2 separate regions of the Ovis aries genome follow, and region 2 is linked to region 1. The links are chromatin contacts, called in public Hi-C maps. All regions are on one chromosome and are shown on one strand. The core of a region is the stretch at or near the end of the contact, and the rest is flanking DNA. Distances in the headings are between cores, read along the strand shown. Region 1 holds the start of BLOC1S6 (biogenesis of lysosomal organelles complex 1 subunit 6). Region 2 holds the start of AFG2B (AFG2 AAA ATPase homolog B).

Evidence for each region. A called contact is a pair of places that touch in the nucleus more often than the background predicts.
Region 2: a Hi-C map of tail adipose tissue shows a contact between it and region 1, with 3 times the contacts expected there. The contact joins the promoter of AFG2B here to the promoter of BLOC1S6 in region 1. A contact is called at or near these places in 3 of 16 Hi-C or Micro-C datasets (liver, muscle and tail adipose tissue).

The regions. Positions count from the first base shown.
Region 1 is chr7:63,038,452-63,043,921 of ARS-UI_Ramb_v3.0, forward strand. It overlaps BLOC1S6 (biogenesis of lysosomal organelles complex 1 subunit 6), which reads right to left and starts at 3,340. Exons shown (of 5, transcript XM_042252523.2): 1 at 3,190-3,340. The coding sequence starts at 3,271. All of the region lies in intron 1 of LOC121819982 (a long non-coding RNA gene), which reads left to right.
Region 2 is chr7:63,183,358-63,188,827 of ARS-UI_Ramb_v3.0, forward strand. AFG2B (AFG2 AAA ATPase homolog B) reads right to left here and starts at 3,452. Exons shown (of 8, transcript XM_015097069.3): 1 at 2,344-3,452; 2 at 139-324. The coding sequence starts at 3,438. LOC121819983 (a long non-coding RNA gene) reads left to right here and starts at 3,411. Exons shown (of 2, transcript XR_006060394.2): 1 at 3,411-3,522; 2 at 3,743-3,887.

The sequences.
Region 1 (5,470 bases), core at 2,090-4,589:
ATAACCTGTAATATCAAATTAGGTCATTATATAGAATACATTTACCACAATACATTGTTTATAGCTCTTTTCCAAGTACAGTTTTTACCACAGATTTAAATTTTGGCAAGACTGAGAAAAACAACAGGCTGTCATATATTCAAAATTAGCTTTTAGAGATCAAAATAAAATAGCACGGTTTTTATTTGGATCCTGAGAAACACATGAACAAACTGGACTTCCCTAGGTTGCAAGGCAATATTAAAACAAGAGCTAGCTAGAAACTGAAGCACTCCACAAATGAAATAAAAAATGTAATGGGAAAAGTAAAGTATGTACAGATATTGCCATTGATGTACCATCAGATGGGAACCTAATAAAATATATCTGATGATTCATGCCACTGCTAAAGGCTTCTTTACAAAATAGTGCAAACAGCAGCAACTCTCTTTAAAAAAAATATAGAAAACAAAAGGATCACAGATAAGCAGAAACAAATAAGAATATTTCAACCTTAAGGAAAAAGAACCAGTACACCTTCCTTATGCTATATAAACATTTTAATTCACAGACACTACCCTCCCCCCGCCCCACCCCAGACTTCTGGTTAGTATTTGGAAGAGTCTGTTACTCATCTTTTACACACATTTATTCCCTAAGTTCAAGGTGCTTTATTGTCAGGGACAAGAAACTTTTGCTGCACATATGCTGTATGCAGTAGTTTCTGGGGTTACAACAATAAATGAGGCAAGTCCCCTTCCCTGAAAGGGCTCGATACAGGTGAATCCGAGAATGTGAGAGGTGCCCTTGGATGTGAGAAAGATTACTTTCACCAGGGATATTGGGGAACAATTCTAAAGGAGGTGTGGGCATTTGAGTTGAAGCTTGAAGAATGGGATAGAATTTTCATTTCTTTCTTCTTTCTTTTTAAATGTTACTCATTGTGAAAAACTTAAAATACAATAGAACAGGGCATAACCTGAAAAGTAAAAATATGCCTTCTCGCTATCTTACTCCAGACAGAGTCACTCTGGAGTTTTCTTAAATAGCCTTCAAGAAATTGTCTTTGCAAACTCATGCTTAAACCCTGTTTTTATCACAAATGAAATATTGCTTATACTGTAACTTTTCTCATAAATATGGATCTCAGGTATCATCTGTATCAACATATATGAATTTACTCCATTGTTTTTAACATAATACAATTCTACCATAGTTTGTGTAACCAGTTCCCTGCTGTTATGGACTGAATGTTTGTGTCCTCCCCCAAAATGTATACACTGAAGTCCTAACCTCCCATGTAAAGGTATTTGGAGGTGGGAGTCTTAGGGAAATAATTGTTTAGATGGTGTGTAAGTGTAGGGCCCCCATGATGGGAATACGGGCCTTAAAATAAGAAGAGAGATCAGTACTCTCTCTTTCCACCCTGTGAAGGCACAGCAGAAAGCAGCCATCTGCAAGATCTGAAGAGTGTCCTCAGCAGGAATGTATTTTGCTCACACCTACACCTTGGACTTCACAGCCTCCAGAACTTCAAGGAATGAATGTCTGTTGTTTAAGCCACTCAGTCTATGTTATTTTGTTACAGCAGCCCAAGTAGACTAAGACACCTACAGAAAATAAGCCATCTATTTCACTTTTCGCTATTTCAAACAATGTTGCAGTGAGCTGTGCTTGTCTTTGCATATTCATATCATTGTTTCTGTAGAATAAATTCTTAGAACTAGGTTAATGGGACAAGGGGTTTATGCATTTGTTAACAGACACTGGAAAACTACCTTCCTATGAGATGGCACCAATTTACACTTCCACCAACAACCTACAGAGGGCTATCTCCAAATGGGGAAGAATTCTAAGACTGGAGAAAAAGGGGTACAACAAGAGGAAAGGAAGAAGCATAGGACTGCTCTGGAAAGAGAGGTTAGTTCAGCGTGTCTGGAGCATGAGAGATTCACTAGTGAGCTGAATAGTAGCTCTAAGACTATGCAGCCAGCAATGACGACCCTTGAGTGCCAAGCTAATGTGTTTGGCCCTTAATTTAGTAAGGAGCCATTTATGGTTTCCAAGCAAGTAAGTGACATGATGGGACCCAGATCTTGGGGCAGTGATGTGACAGTGTGATAGATGGGATGGAAGAATAATAAGAGACTGGAGCTGGACTAGCCTTACAACTGTTATTGTTAAAGGGTGAAAATACAAAAGGGAGAAGGAAATTGTAGGGCAGAATCCCTTGGAATAAACAGGGGTGGGAGGAAAGAGTTAAGAATAATGTCAAAGTTTCAAGAGATCATGACTTGGCACCATTAATAGGATCAGAAATCTATATTTACTTAAGTACATGCTGTAGGGTAAGATTAGTGCAAAATGACCATGTTAAAGTACCCAGAAAGCAGATGGAAGAGCAAGCAGCAGAGAGACCCAACCTGCATTTACATACAAGGAAGTCATATTTATAGAAGCAACTTATGAAGGTGTGAAGAGGGAGATCACTGAGGAAAAGCATGACCAAGGAAGACCTGAGAGCTATCAGCTTCGCGGTAAGTTCTATGTTTCTGGAACAGGAAGTACAAGTAAAGGCACGTCCAAAGTCCTGCAGCCTTTCTTATCTAGGGTTCCTCATCTGAACCACAGAACACACAAACTGTTTCTCAATTCTCCCAAGGATAGTACATACGCATAGGCAGTACCACTATGGATGCAGAACAAGTCGATTCATTACATTCAGTAGATGCCTTAGGCCATTCAGGTTTAAACCTTTCCTTGAATTCGGGTTGAGAAAGACTGCTGAATGGAACAGGGATGCAATAAGGTCAACAAGCAAGACAAGCATTTCATGAGTGAGTGGTCAGTAATACCGGATACCTCAGCTCTCTGAATAACAAACCAATCATCCTGGCAAATCCATCTTCAACCACTAACTTGTAACAAATAGCCAATAGTGTGCTGCAGTCAATAAGCAGATTCAGAATGGCTTCTCTTTCAACCCCCACGAACAGCACCCCAAACGCCGTTTTTTCCCACCCCCCCTCCACCCCCAGATCTCGTTTCCCGCCCCTCCTCTGGGTAGGAAGGCCGGCAGGGCAAGGTTCCCTTATTCCGCCCCGCGGCCAGTCTCGGGTCAGCAGCTGCTGAAAGCAACTTACTCCAGCTGGGCAGCCCGGAGAACCACCCACTTGGGTCAGACTGCCCGCCCGGCCCAATAGCACTTACCTGGCGTCAGGTCCCCGGCCTCCAGGACTTCGGGTGGCCCTGCCAGGACCCCGTCCGGGGAAGGCGGCCCAGGGACACTCATGTCCCTCCCGCTGGGAACAGGGAAGGGGCAGTTGCACAGACTGTCAGACGCAGTGAGGATGCACCGAATGCGCCCAGAGCCCACCCGGACAGAAGCGACGGTCGCACCAGGAAGTGACGAAAGCGGAAGATGGCCGGCTCGGGGCACGTGACTGCGGGCCTTTCCCACACCCTTTTTTCTCTCCCCCTCCCGGCGCTTTTAGGAGTTCAAGCTGAAGTGCTAGTGGGGTGGGGACTGGGAGTCTATGGGAGTCGTGGGGCGCGAGTCCCCGACTCTGGTGGTCGGCGGGCGGGATGAAAGAGGCAGTGTCTGAAAGCGGCTAGGTTGAGCTCGCGCTGTGTTGAGCCTGGGCCAGCAGTTGGACTTTGATCAGTAGGCCAGGTGCAGCTTTTCAGTTTTGTATCCTTATTAAGGAAATACCTTAAGGACTGCAGTTTGAACCCATTATAAATTCACGTTTAGCTCTCCTCAGCCTTGCTAACTAGGAGTTTGTCAAGATTCATCTCTCCTCTTGTTGATTGTAGGTGAACGATGTAAGGCCTGGCTTGCAGCATCTATTAATATCTACTGAGCAAATTCAGCCAAATTACCATAAACTGCACTTACTGAGATCCTATGGGATGATGTCATGAATTTTTATGAAAAACAATTAGAAATGGGCAGAAGCTGCCTCAGACCAATAAAATGATACCTCCTTACTTTAGACCTGCTCACTTAAACTGTAATCAGTTCAGCTCAGTTCAGTCGCTCAGTCGTGTGCAACTCTTTGTGACCCCATGAATCGCAGCGCACCAGGCCTCCCTGTTCATCATCTCCCGGAGTTCACTCAAACTCACGTCCATCGAGTGGGTGATGCCATCCAGCCATCTCATCCTCAGTCCTCCCCTTCTCCTGCCCCGAATCCCTCCCAGCATCAGAGTCTTTTCCAATAAGTCAACTCTTGGCGTGAGGTGGCCAAAGTACTGGAGTTTCTGCTTTAGCATCATTCCTTCCAAAGAAATCCCAGGGCTGATCTCCTTCAGAATGGACTGGCTGGATCTCCTTGCAGTCCAAGGGACTCTCAAGAGTCTTCTCCAACACCACAGTTCAAAAGCATCAATTCTTTGGCACTCAGCTTTCTTCACAGTCCAACTCTCACATCCATACATGACCACTGGAAAAACCATAGCCTTGACTAGACAGACCTTTGTTGGCAAAGTGATGTCTCTGTTTTTCAATATGCTATCTAGGTTGGTCATAACTTTTCTTCCAAGGAGTAAGCGTCTTTTAATTTCATGGCTGCAGTCACCATCTGCAGTGATTTTGGAGCCCAAAAAAATAAAGTCTGACACTGTTTCCCCACCTATTTCCCATGAAGTGATGGGACCAGATGCCATGATCTTCATTTTCTGCATGTTGAACTTTAAGCCAACTTTTTCACTCTCCTCTTTCACTTTCATCACGAGGCTTTTTAGTTCGTCTTCACTTTCTGCCATAAGCATGGTATCATCTGCATATCTGAGGTTATTGATATTTTTCCCAGCAATCTTGATTCCAGCTTGTGCTTCTTCCAGCCCAGCATTTCTCATGATATACTCTGCATAGAAGTTAAATAAGCAGGATGACAATATACAGCCTTGATGTACTCCTTTTTCTATTTGGAACCAGTCTGTTGTTCCATGTCCAGTTCTAACTGTTGCTTCCTGACCTGCATACAGATTTCTCAAGAGGCAGGTCAGGTGGTCTGTATTCCCATCTCTTTCAGAATTGTCCACAGTCTATTGTGATCCACACAGTCAAAGGCTTCGGCATAGTCGATAAAGCAGAAGTAGATGTTTTTCTGGAACTCTCATGCTTTTTCCATGATCCAGCAGATGTTCACAATTTGATCTCTGGTTCCTCTGCCTTTTCTAAAACCAGCTTGAACATCTGGAAGTTCACAGTTCACTTATTCCTGAAGCCTGTCTTGGAGAATTTTGAGCATTACTTTACTAGCATGTGAGATGAGTGCAATTGTGCAGCAGTTTGAGCATTCTTTGGCATTGCCTTTCTTTGGGATTGGAATGAAAACTGACCTTTTCCAGTCCCATGGCCACTGCTGAGTTTTTCAAATTTGCTGGCATATTGAATGCAGCACTTTTACAGCATCATCTTTCAGGATCTGAAATACCTCAACTGGAATGCCATCACCTCCACTAGCTTTGTCCGTAGTGATGCTTT
Region 2 (5,470 bases), core at 2,202-4,701, 150 kb after region 1:
GTAAAAATACATATAAGAAACAGATGTCTAAGGTGTCAAAAGTTTCAGGAAAAGGTACTTACCACTTTTTTAAGTCCCCAAATTAACTTGTTACATTAATAAAAGGGTTAACATAGGTCATAAACCAATACTTCTTACCTTCTCACTATGAAGGAGAGCCTGCATGGCAGCCTCCCTACAGAGTGCAGTCAGGTCTGCGCCAACATAGCCAACTGTCATTTCTGCAAGGAGGTTCAAATCAACTTGATCAGAGATAGGCATCTTTGAAGTAATCACTTGTAGAATTGCCTTTCTTTGTCTAAGAGTAGGAGTTCCAATGACAACCTATGTGCAAAGCAAGAAAAGAAAACATTTACAGCTTAAAAATATTTTTTTATCCTCACAAACGTATAATAATTTAGCAAACAAATCTGGAACTATTACTAGGTACTCTTAAGTACATATCTTAGATTCTGAATATGAGAAAATCCTTATTTTCAAGAGTGAAACAGCTGGCTTGAAACTCAACATTCAAAAAACTAAGATTATGGCATCCGGCCCCATCACTTCCTGGCAAGTAGAAAGGGGAAAAGTGGAAATGGTGACAGATTTTATTTCCTTGGGCTCCAAAATCACTGTGGACAGTGACTGCAGCCACAAAATTAAAGGATGCTTGCTCTTTGGAAAGAAAGCTATGACAAAAATCTAAACAACGAATGAGAAAGCAGAGATATCACTTTGCTGACAAAGGTCCCATATATCAAAGCTATGGTTTTTCCAGTAGTCATGTAGATGTGAGAGTTGGGCCATATAAAGAAGGCTGGGTGCCTAAGAATTGATGCTTTCGAACTGTGGTGCTGAAGAAGACCCTTGAGAGTCAGTCCCCTGGACTGCAAGGAGATCAAACCAGTCAATTCTAAATGAAATCAACCCTGAATATTCACTGGAAGGACTGATGCTGACACTGAAGCTCCAATAATTTGGCCACCTGATAAAAAGAGCAGACTGATTAGAAAAGAACCTGCTGCTGGGAAAGACTGGAGGCAAAAGGAGAAGGGAGTAAGAGAGGATGAGATGATTACTTAGCATCACTGACATGAGTTGAGCAAACTCCAGAAGATAGTGAAGGACAGGGAAGCCTGGTGTGCTGCAGTCCATGCAGTTGCAAAGAATCAGACATGACTTAGTGACTGAACAACAGCAACAACGTCAGGAAGTTTTTATTTTGTTATTTTTCAGAACCTATCACTTTCTAGGAGCCAGTAAATCAGAAAGTCTATGTCCCTACCCTTATGGAGCTTATTCAGCAGACAGGTATTAGATGGTGTGAAGAAGAAATCCACTTAAGTTCTAAACAGATTATGCTAAAGTCTGCAATTATCAGCTGTCTCTTTACAACCCTACCACAAAGTTCAAACATCACAACCACTATTCAAACTATCTAACAGAAATCAAGAATCAATTTAGGGCTGAAGTTTATAAAATAATACTTGAATATTTGAATATTTTGAATATTCAATCTTCCTGACAACTAAGAGAGCAACTGTGGTACAGGATGCTGGCATTCAGACAAGGAATGCATAAATCTAGATAGAAGAGTTAACGTCTGCTTTGATTTATTTCTTCCCTGCCTTCTTTCTCATTTCAACACATTTGTTTCTTGAGGCTATCCTTCTACTTTAGATTCTCATTCCAAATCCTAAGAGTTTAATAGCTTGTTCAGTTCAGTTCAGTCGCTCAGTCGTGTCCAGCTCTTTGCGACCCCATAAACCGCAGCACGCCAGGCCTCCCTGTCCATCACCATCTCCCGGAGTTCACTCAGACTCACGGCCATTGAGTCGGTTATGCCATCCAGCCATCTCATCCTCTGTCGTCCCCTTCTCCTCCTGTCCCCAATCCCTCCCAGCATCAGAGTCTTTTCCAATGAGTCAACTCTTCTCATGAGGTGGCCAAAGTACTGGAGTTTCAGCTTTAGCATCATTCGTTCCAAAGAAAACCCAGGGCTGATCTTCAGAATGGAGTGGTTGGATCTCCTTGCAATCCAAGGGACTCTCAAGAGTCTTCTCCAACACCACAGCTTGTAGTAGTCCTTAAAAACTAACACTACTGATAACAGTATTCATCCTCAGGGCCTGCAACAATTCCAATCGGCCCCCTGGCTTCTCAGAGCAATTTGACTCTGGGAGGGAAAGGGTCCTGGCTTGCAGATCATTTGTTAACCAGAGAACAGGTTCTCTAAATAAAAGCCCCACTCCAGTCTCCCTGGCTTCCAAAGCTAAGTGGGAAACTCCTCGGGGCAGCCAACCAGGGCCAGATGAGGCCGGATTCAGGGGCAATGCCCTAACTGGCTGAGCCTTTATTTACCTCTCGGTCGAACCTCCCAGGTCTGCGCAGCGCTGGGTCTAGAGCATCCGGCCGGTTGGTGGATCCCACAACCACCACCTCGCGGTCCTCACCGATGCCGTCCAGCAGCGTCAACACCTGGGCCACCACGCGGCTCTCGGGGGCTTGGTGTGGGCCGCCCCGCCGGGGACACAGGGCGTCCACCTCGTCCAGAAAGAGGAGGGTGGGACGGCGGCTGGCCAGCTCCCGGGCGCGCTGGAAGATCCGCCGCACATTTTCCTCCGTCTCCCCGGGCCGGGCGCCCTGCAGCGCGGGGGCGCTCACCGCCAGGAGCTCCGCGCCCGTCTCCCGGGCCACTGCCCGCACTAGCTGGGTCTTGCCCACTCCCGGGGGGCCGGCCAAGAGCACCCCGCGTGGCACTTCTAGCCCCAGCGAGGCCAAGGCGCGGGGGTAGCGGAGCGGCAGGCGGAGGAGCTCCCGCAGCGAGTCGGCCGCCTCCGAAAGGCCCCCCAGGGGCACCTCGGGCTGCGGCTCCTCTTCCGACGGAGGCACCTCGCTCAGACTGATGTGGGTGCGAGGGGTGACCAGCCCAGCCGGATTCGGGCTGGGCGCCCCGCTAACGATGTGCAGGGCGGCCACTGGACCCGGAGCGCCTGGAGGAGCGGCCACCACGTGGCCCTGAGAGACTGGACGGTTCCTCAGCAGCTCCTGCACAGCCTCCAGCACAGCGGCTGGACTCGGGGCACCAGACGCACCCGCTTGCTCCCTCAACTCCGGCCACACCGCGAGGCGCCGAAGGGGCGGGCAGGGCACTAAGCGGAGGCTGTTCAGGTTAATAACGCCCCCAGACCCCAGCGCGCCCACTGCCGTCCCCGGGCTCGTACACTGCGGGTCCAGCTGCACAAAGCCGTCCGCTCCATCCCGCCGCGGCCAGGCGGTGCAGAGGCAGGAGCCACCGTCAGGCAGCGAGATCTTCACAGCCGAGCCCAGGTGGGCGCCTAAGGCGCGGAGGGCCGTAGGGCCTAGACGACAGCGCTGGGTGCCCCGATCCCTAGTTTCTACGGGTAGCAGCTTTAAGGGAGGTCCTTCCGGAAAGGAACCCGAGTCCGGAGCCATTTCTCACGAAAGACTCGAAACCCAGGAAAATCGGACAGGAATTCCACCGGGCCGGAAAGACCGGCGCACCGTGGCCGGAAGCAGGTGATGCGCATGCGCCAGGGAAGCCGCTGAAGTGGGTCCTGATAGGTGGAAAGGACCAATGGGAAGTTAGACTAAGTTAGACAATGATGGGACGGTCAGGCTAGTTTGCCGCGGTGTTGGGTTTGGTAAAATCTCGTGGCCCTTTTTATAGCTTTGCAGACACTTATGACTGACTTCTAGAGTCCATAGTCACTTACTGACCTCTGCTGTCTGTTTCCAGCTCCTAGGTTGGAACAACCTAAAACCAGGAAACTACTGAGAGGAGATCCTGAGATGGGGAAATCACCAATTAAACCCTGTTTTCTTCTTTCTCTTAATCCTATTGCTTTCTATTCTCTTTGAAGAATAAAGACAGTAAATTCAGACTTCTCAAGAACAGCTTTGTAATTTCTAAAAATTTTTATTGGCATATAGTTGCTTTATAATGTTTCTACTGTACAGCAAAGTGAATCATGTATCCTCTTTTTTGGATTTCCTTCCCACTTAGGTCACCACAGAGCATTTAGTAGAGTTCCCTATACGGTAGGGTCTCATTAGTTATCTATTTTATAAATAACATGAATAGTGTATATATGTCAATCCCAATCTCCCAATTCCGGCCACAACCCTTCCCTCTTAGTATCCACACAGCTGTTCTCTATGTCTCTGTCTTTAGTCTTGCTTTGTCTGAGGAGGCCTTACAAATATCTGTGGAAAGAAGAGAAGCAAAAAGCAAAGGAGAAAAGGAAAGATATACCCATATAGCTAGTGGAGGTGATGGAATTCCAGTTGAGCTGTTTCAAATCCCGAAAGATAATGCTGTGAAAGTGCTGCACTCAATGTGCCAGCAAGTTTGGAAAACTCAGCAGTGGCCACAGGACTGGAAAAGGTCAGTTTTGATTCCAATCCCCAAGAAAGGCAATGCCAAAGAATTCTCGAACTACTGCACAATTACACTCATCTCACATGCTAGTAAAGTAATGCTCAAAATTCTCCAAGCGAGGCTTCAACAGTAAGTGAACCAAGAACTTCCAGATGTTCAAGCTGGATTTAAAAAAGGCAGAGGAACCAGAGATCAAATTGCCAACATCCGTTGGATCATGGAAAAAGCAAGAGAGTTTCAGAAAAACATCTATTTCTGCTTTATTGACTATGCCAAAGCCTTTGACTGTGTGGATCACAATAAACTGTGGAAAATTCTGAAAAGATGGGAATACCAGACCACCTAACCTGCCTCTTGAGAAATCTGTATGCAGGTCAGGAAGCAAGAGTTAGAACTGAACATGGAACAACAGACTGGTTCCAAATAGGAAAAGGAGTACGTCAAGGCTGTATATTGTCACCCTGCTTATTTAACTTCTATGCAGAGTACATCATGAGAAATGCTGGACTGAAAGAAACACAAGCTGGAATCAAGATTGCTGGGAGAAATATCAATCACCCCAGATATGCAGATGACACCACCCTTATGGCAGAAAGTGAAGAGGAGCTAAAAAGCCTCTTGATGAAAGTGAAAGAGGAGAGGGAAAATGTTGGCTTAAAGCTCAACATTCAGAAAATGAAGATCATGCCATCCAGTCCCATCACTTCATGGGAAATAGATGGGGAAACAGTGGAAACAGTGTCAGCCTTTATTTTTTGGAGCTCCAAAATCACTGCAGATGGTGACTGCAGCCATGAAATTAAAAGATGCTTATTCCTTGGAAGAAAAGTTATGAGAAACCTAGATAGCATATTCAAAAGCAGAGACATTACTTTGCTGACTAAGGTCCATCTAGTCAAGGCTATGGTTTTTCCAGTGGTCATGTATGGATGTGAGAGTTGGACTGTGAAGAAGGCAGAGTGCCGAAGAATTGATGCTTTTGAACTGTGGTGTTGGAGGAGACTCTTGAGAGTCCCTTGGACTGCAAAGAGATCCAACCAGTCCATTCTGAAGGAGATCAGCCCTGGGATTTCTTTGGAAGGAATG